2 separate regions of the Pan troglodytes genome follow, and region 2 is linked to region 1. A link is a contact called in public HiChIP or PLAC-seq data. All regions are on one chromosome and are shown on one strand. The core of a region is the stretch at or near the end of the contact, and the rest is flanking DNA. Distances in the headings are between cores, read along the strand shown.

The links. HiChIP or PLAC-seq counts read pairs in DNA pulled down with a chosen protein or histone mark.
Region 2: a contact with region 1 is called in an H3K4me3 HiChIP or PLAC-seq map of stem cell-derived excitatory neurons, with 2.4 times the contacts expected there. The contact joins the promoter of ZZZ3 here to the promoter of DNAJB4 in region 1. A contact is called at or near these places in 1 of 7 Hi-C or Micro-C datasets (stem cell-derived neural progenitor cells) and 1 of 1 datasets of contacts at active chromatin or transcription factors (stem cell-derived excitatory neurons).

Annotation. Positions count from the first base shown.
Region 1 is chr1:153,036,489-153,039,304 of NHGRI_mPanTro3-v2.0_pri, forward strand. DNAJB4 (DnaJ heat shock protein family (Hsp40) member B4) reads right to left here and starts at 1,460. Exons shown (of 3, transcript XM_054667533.2): 1 at 1,378-1,460. FUBP1 (far upstream element binding protein 1) reads left to right here and starts at 1,154. Exons shown (of 23, transcript XR_008539559.2): 1 at 1,154-1,274; 2 at 1,612-1,786.
Region 2 is chr1:153,332,003-153,334,818 of NHGRI_mPanTro3-v2.0_pri, forward strand. It overlaps ZZZ3 (zinc finger ZZ-type containing 3), which reads left to right and starts at 1,420. Exons shown (of 14, transcript XM_009423715.5): 1 at 1,420-1,697.

The sequences.
Region 1 (2,816 bases), core at 210-2,709:
ACCTAACCAAGTAAGACAAAATGCCACAAAGTCGAGAAAGTTCATTTTACCTCATTGTTTGTTATTTAAACAGAAATAATTTTGGAAAAAAAAAGTCATTGTGATATACTCAATAATAAAGAGTAAGACTTCTAAAGTATCCTCACGATTCCTGGAGCTTACTACTATTAACACAGTAAATTACATGCCACGGTATGTTGGAGAAGGTCTGAAGAAATGCCTGGCATTACTTGGTAACTGAAGTACATAACATAAAATACCAATTTATATATATATACATATATACACACACACACACACACACACACACACACACACACACACACACACACACACATATATATATACCTAGTCCTGTGATGACAATTCAGAATATGATCTTACATTTGAGTACCCACAGGATGGGGTGGGAGAAACTACGCCTAAGAAGCTACAAAATCTATTTTGGTCAAGAAACAATGCTGTTCTTAACTTAAGAGACTTTAACAGGCCGGGCGCAGTGCCTCGCGCCTATAATCGTAGCATTCTGGGAGGCCGAGGCGTGTGGATCACGAGGTCACAAGATCGAGACCATCCTGGCTAACACGGTGAAACCCCGTCTCTACTACAAACGCAAAAAAATTAGCCAGACGTGGTGGCAGGCGCCTGTTGTCCCAGCTACTCGGGAGGCTGAGGCAGGAGAATCGCTTGAACCCAGGAGGCGGAGGATGCAGTGAGCCGAGACCGCGCCACTGCACTCCAGCCTGGGTAACAGAGCGAGACTCTCAAAAAAACAAAACAAAACAAAAAAAACCCTTAATAAAAATGGCCATGGACACATACATATACTAGGTTACTAAATCTGGCTAACACTGAACTTCAAGAACAATCACGTTTTTGGATAAAGAAAAGGGCAGTCATACTTTTAGAGCCTCATCCACATTATTTTAAACAAAAAACTTAAAATATGTTCGAGAACTAACAGGCTTCCAGCCTGAATTCAACACCCACCCTCGTGATAAAACTAAAAAATCTGACAGTCTGTAAGTAAAATACAGGGACACTTTACTACCCTGAAAATCATGCTGGGTTCCCGCTAGGCCGGGCAGACGTTTTCGGGAGCATCACCGCGCGGCGTCTCGGACGCACTTCTCCTGGCGCCCTCCGGGCGGCAGCGCTCTCGAGACACTGTTGCGTCGCCGTCACGCCCGTCGTTGTCACGCCCTTCCCCGCGGACACCGAGAATGACTCATAGCGGAAAATTCTACCGCACTACCTCCCTGAGGCAGCGACCGGTAAGAAACAACCTTTTCTTCAGGCTTCCCACCACCCAAACACAGTGGCAGTCCACTGGCCACTATCACCCACCACCCTGCAGGAACAATTACCCAGCCTCACCCCAAGAACGCGCGGAGAGGAGGCGCCAAAAGAAACCCTGCTCTCGCGAAGTCTTAAACTTAATTCTCGCGACGTCTCTGTTCCTGTCGTTCTTTCTCAGCCCTAACCCACACTGGCGCGTTGCCTCGGAAACATCGCGAGATTTTGTTCCTTCAGTCTCCGCCCCTTTACGGCACGATGGTCGCGCAAGAATGTAATAGAGCTTCGACGGCCGCCATTTTCTTTCTTTCTTAGCTGTTAGCTGAGAGGAAGTCTCTGGACAGGCGGCAGCGGCTCTTATAGTGCAACCATGGCAGACTATTCAACAGTGCCTCCCCCCTCTTCTGGCTCAGCTGGTGGCGGTGGTGGCGGCGGTGGTGGTGGAGGAGTTAACGACGCTTTCAAAGATGCACTGCAGAGAGCCCGGCAGGTAAGTGTGGACCGCGCGGCGGAATCCCGAAAGCTTACGGTAATTGGCCGCTGACTGAGTAGGCCGCTACCCTTAAGCGCATGAGGAAGAGGAAAGAGGTGTTCTTCCGGCCTGAAATGTGAAGAGACACGTTTCCCCATGTTGGTAATAATGATTAGAGACCAGAACCCAGTTTTGTGTTCTTGGTGCCTAATCCACTTAGAACCCCGACGCGTGCTACGCAAAGAAGGCCTGAAGTCTTTCTGCCGCTTCTGCGGCACTCGCGTGTCTCCAGTGAGCTAGTTTAGATAAAGATCCTCTTCCAGGGGATAAAGCGCAGTTAGTTTCACACAATTTAATGGAAGGTTCTGGTAATGAGTTTGGGAAAGAACTAGGGTCTGTCCTGGAGCCATAGCAAGGGAAGGGATTTGTCATTAAAGTAGCCTTTACAGCTCATTCCCGTTCTCTCTCGCAATTAAAACCGCTTTCAGTACCATTCACCGTCACACCTCTACAAGGAAGGGACTTGAAAGCAGCCTTTTTCTGGGCGGGATTTACGTGTCAGTCTGTTCCACCAGTCCGCCCCCCTTATTTCTCAAAATGGCCTCAGGCCCATTATACCAGAGGTTTCAATTTGAATCTGCCTCTCAGTTCAGAGTCGTAAACTGACCAGACCTCTTTGTATTACGTAGTGCGTGCATTTGCCCTGAAGGCACCACTTTCCCAGACGTAAGCTGTTAAAATAGTGCGTGTATTCCAGGAAAATAAAAGATACCTTAATTTGAACTTTACATTTTTAGATAGTCCCCTAATATATTTAACATTTCAAAATGTATGATGTTGGTATAGATTTGCATGTAAGCAAAAGAATCCTATTCTCTATGACACTATGCATATTGTACTAGGTGCTGGGCATTTTTTACTAGTTTTAAGCTAATGATAATTAGAAACCAGTGTTGTGCTGTGTTTTCGTTGCATTAGGAGTTCACTTAGTTAACTTTTTACCGGTACAGTTGAGGGAACATTGAGTCAAAATTAGAATTCATAAAAT
Region 2 (2,816 bases), core at 170-2,669, 300 kb after region 1:
TCTGTCGCCCAGGCTGGAGTGCAGTGGCACGATCTCGGCTCACTGCAACCTCCACCTCCCGGGTTCAAGCAATTCTCCTGCCTCAGCCTCCCAAGTAGCTGGGATTACATGGGATAACAGGCGTGTGCCACCACACCTGGCTAATTTTTCTATTTTTAGTAGAGACGAAGTTTCGCCATGTTGGCCAGACTGGTCTTTAACTCCTGACACCTCAGGTGATCTGCCTGTCAAGGCCTCCCAAAGTGGTGGGATTACAGGCTTGAGACACCGCGCCCGGCCTCCCCCACCCCCGTTTTTTTTGACATACTGCCACCCAGAAACACTAGTATGTTCAATAAATACTTGATGTGTTAAAAACATGTAACCCTTTTTCTTGAAGTAGATGTTACTTTGAGTTGAACTCAAAGCTAAAATACAAAACACCGTTTAAAACATTTAATAACTTTTATTAGCAACATAAAAGAAGGCACAACACGTATCCACTTACCCGAAAAAAAATAGTGTTGCAAAGGAAAACAAAAGTAATGAAACAGCACTGGACAATTGTCAAAGAAGAGCCCCAGTTAATGGCTTCTACCACTGGATTTTATATTTTTGGAACATAATCTTTATAGCCACGGAAGGAGGTTTAGCTGTTTTTCCACAGCTCATAAATGATGAAGTTATTTATCTTCATTAATGTGTGTTGGGCTTTATTTTCCTACATGCTCAATATAGTTGGTAGATCTGTTTTGATATTACTGAGCACTGCTTTGTGCCAGACACAATTCTGGGGATACAGCAATGAGCAAAACAGTTTACTAAGTCCCTGCTTTTAAAAATTTTACATTCCTGGTGGTGAGGATACTGACAAATAAATAAGGTCTGGAAGTTGTAACTGTTATGAAGAAATAAAAGCAGGTGAAGAGTTAAAGCAATGGTGCAGGTGTACTTTTTTTGGATACAGTGGTCTGGGCAGCCCTCTGAGAAGGGACCTGAAATATGCATCGAACATCGAGGAGTTAAAAAAAATCTGGAGGAAATGTTCTGCCAGAGAAATCGGCAAGCGCAAAGGCCCGAAGTGGTTCGAGCCTGCGTGCTGTGGTACCAGCCAGAAAGCCAGAGGTGAACGAGGCGAGGCAGAAGAATGATCATAAATACATGTATGGATGTTCTCCTGGCTTGAGACCACAGTGCTAAGGGAGGTGGGGTTTACAAATCTCTCAGGAGGCCACAAAGGGCAGGATGAAGCCGATTTCCAATGGCGGAGCTACGAGGACGCCTTTCCTCTGCTAGGGCCAGGTTGGACGGTTGCAAGGGATGGACTGCAACCCGCCCTCGGAAGACCAAACTTCGCCCAGGGGCAGGGACTGGCCGGGGAGGGCCTCGGCGGCGCCCGACCCGCGGGCGCTGCACGGGCCGCGGTTACCAGCAGGCGGTGTAGTGAGCGCGCCTGCAGCAGCAGCAACAGCAGCAGCAGCGGTCGCCGCCGCCGCCCGCCAGTCCCAACGAGGAGAAAGGAGGGGACCGGAAGGAGCCGCTGGTGCTGCGGGAAGTGGCAGGAGCGGGAGGCGGGGACCCACCTGGAAGCGCCGCGGCGCCGCTATCGAGCTTCCTGCAGCGGTGGCCACCCGAGCAAGTGCCGTGGCGGGGGCGGAGAGCGGCCACGGCGGCGGCGCCTCCCCAAGTGGCCCGTTGCGTCCGACCCCGCGTGAAAGGTGAGCAAGAGCTCGGGACACGTGGTGAGGGCCAGACACGGGGGAGGGAGAATGAAGGGGGAGGGAATGGGGGTGGCAAACGATCGGCTTGGGACCCGGATTTAGAGCCAAGTACCGGGCGGGGGTGGGCTGGAGGCGACGACTGCGACGGCTGCGACGGCGAAGCCCCCACGTGGGGCGGGGGTGCGCGCGCACGTGTGCGCGGGCGAAAGGGGGGCGGGGAGGGCTTTTGGGAGGGCGTCGGGAGCGCGCTCGCTCAGTAGCGGCCCACGTGACGGGCACGCCGAAAATGTTTCCACGTGACAGGGAGGCTGCCTGGGGCAGCGCACTGCGCTCTGTTTATGTAGTATAACCGTGGTAATGGGAGGTTTTTAAGATTTCTGCTTTTCTGTACAAGGGGAAAGGAGGAGACGTATAAAGCGGAAAGACTTCCTACTGTCTCATTGTTTTAAATGTTCACTACTCCGTTAGTGAAGTGCTTTTTAAGTTCCGAAATACTGATTTTTTTCTGTACCGCCATGTTGGGTCTAGAGGAAGCTCGCGAGATGCGAGTGGGTTTGTATCGCGAGATCTCTCGATTCTCGCGGGACCTCGTTGGCAGAGCAGTTGTCCTGGATGGCGGAGCCTTGGGTTCCGGGGGCCTGGGACCTGCAACTCTTTCTACAAGGCAAGTCGTTAGGGAGGGGCCCGGGGCGAGTGCCTCTTGGTGCCGGGATACGTGCTGCATCAGCGTCCCATAGTCTTGAAGGGAATACAGTAACCCCATTGAGGCAACACTGCCCTCCCCATCCCCCTGCGGGCGCTCCACCACCTGCAAAAGCATATGCACCCCTCAGCCAGGTCCTTCTCCCCACGCAGTGATAGTTCCACCCTGTCCCACTCACTGGAAGTCCGGGAGCCGTGCTCGCGCAGACCTGATGATTCCATTGGATACCGTTCCTCTTACTTTAAGATGTTCCTGTCAGTTTTTCCCTTCTTGCCATTTTCTAAAGTATTCCAGACCGGTTAACTATTGTGTCGCGTTTTCTGCTGCAGTACCTGACTCCAGTCTCCTGAAACAGAACTCCTCCCATCTATTTTCTCTGGGTGTCATTTACTCATCACCCTGACTTCGTATTT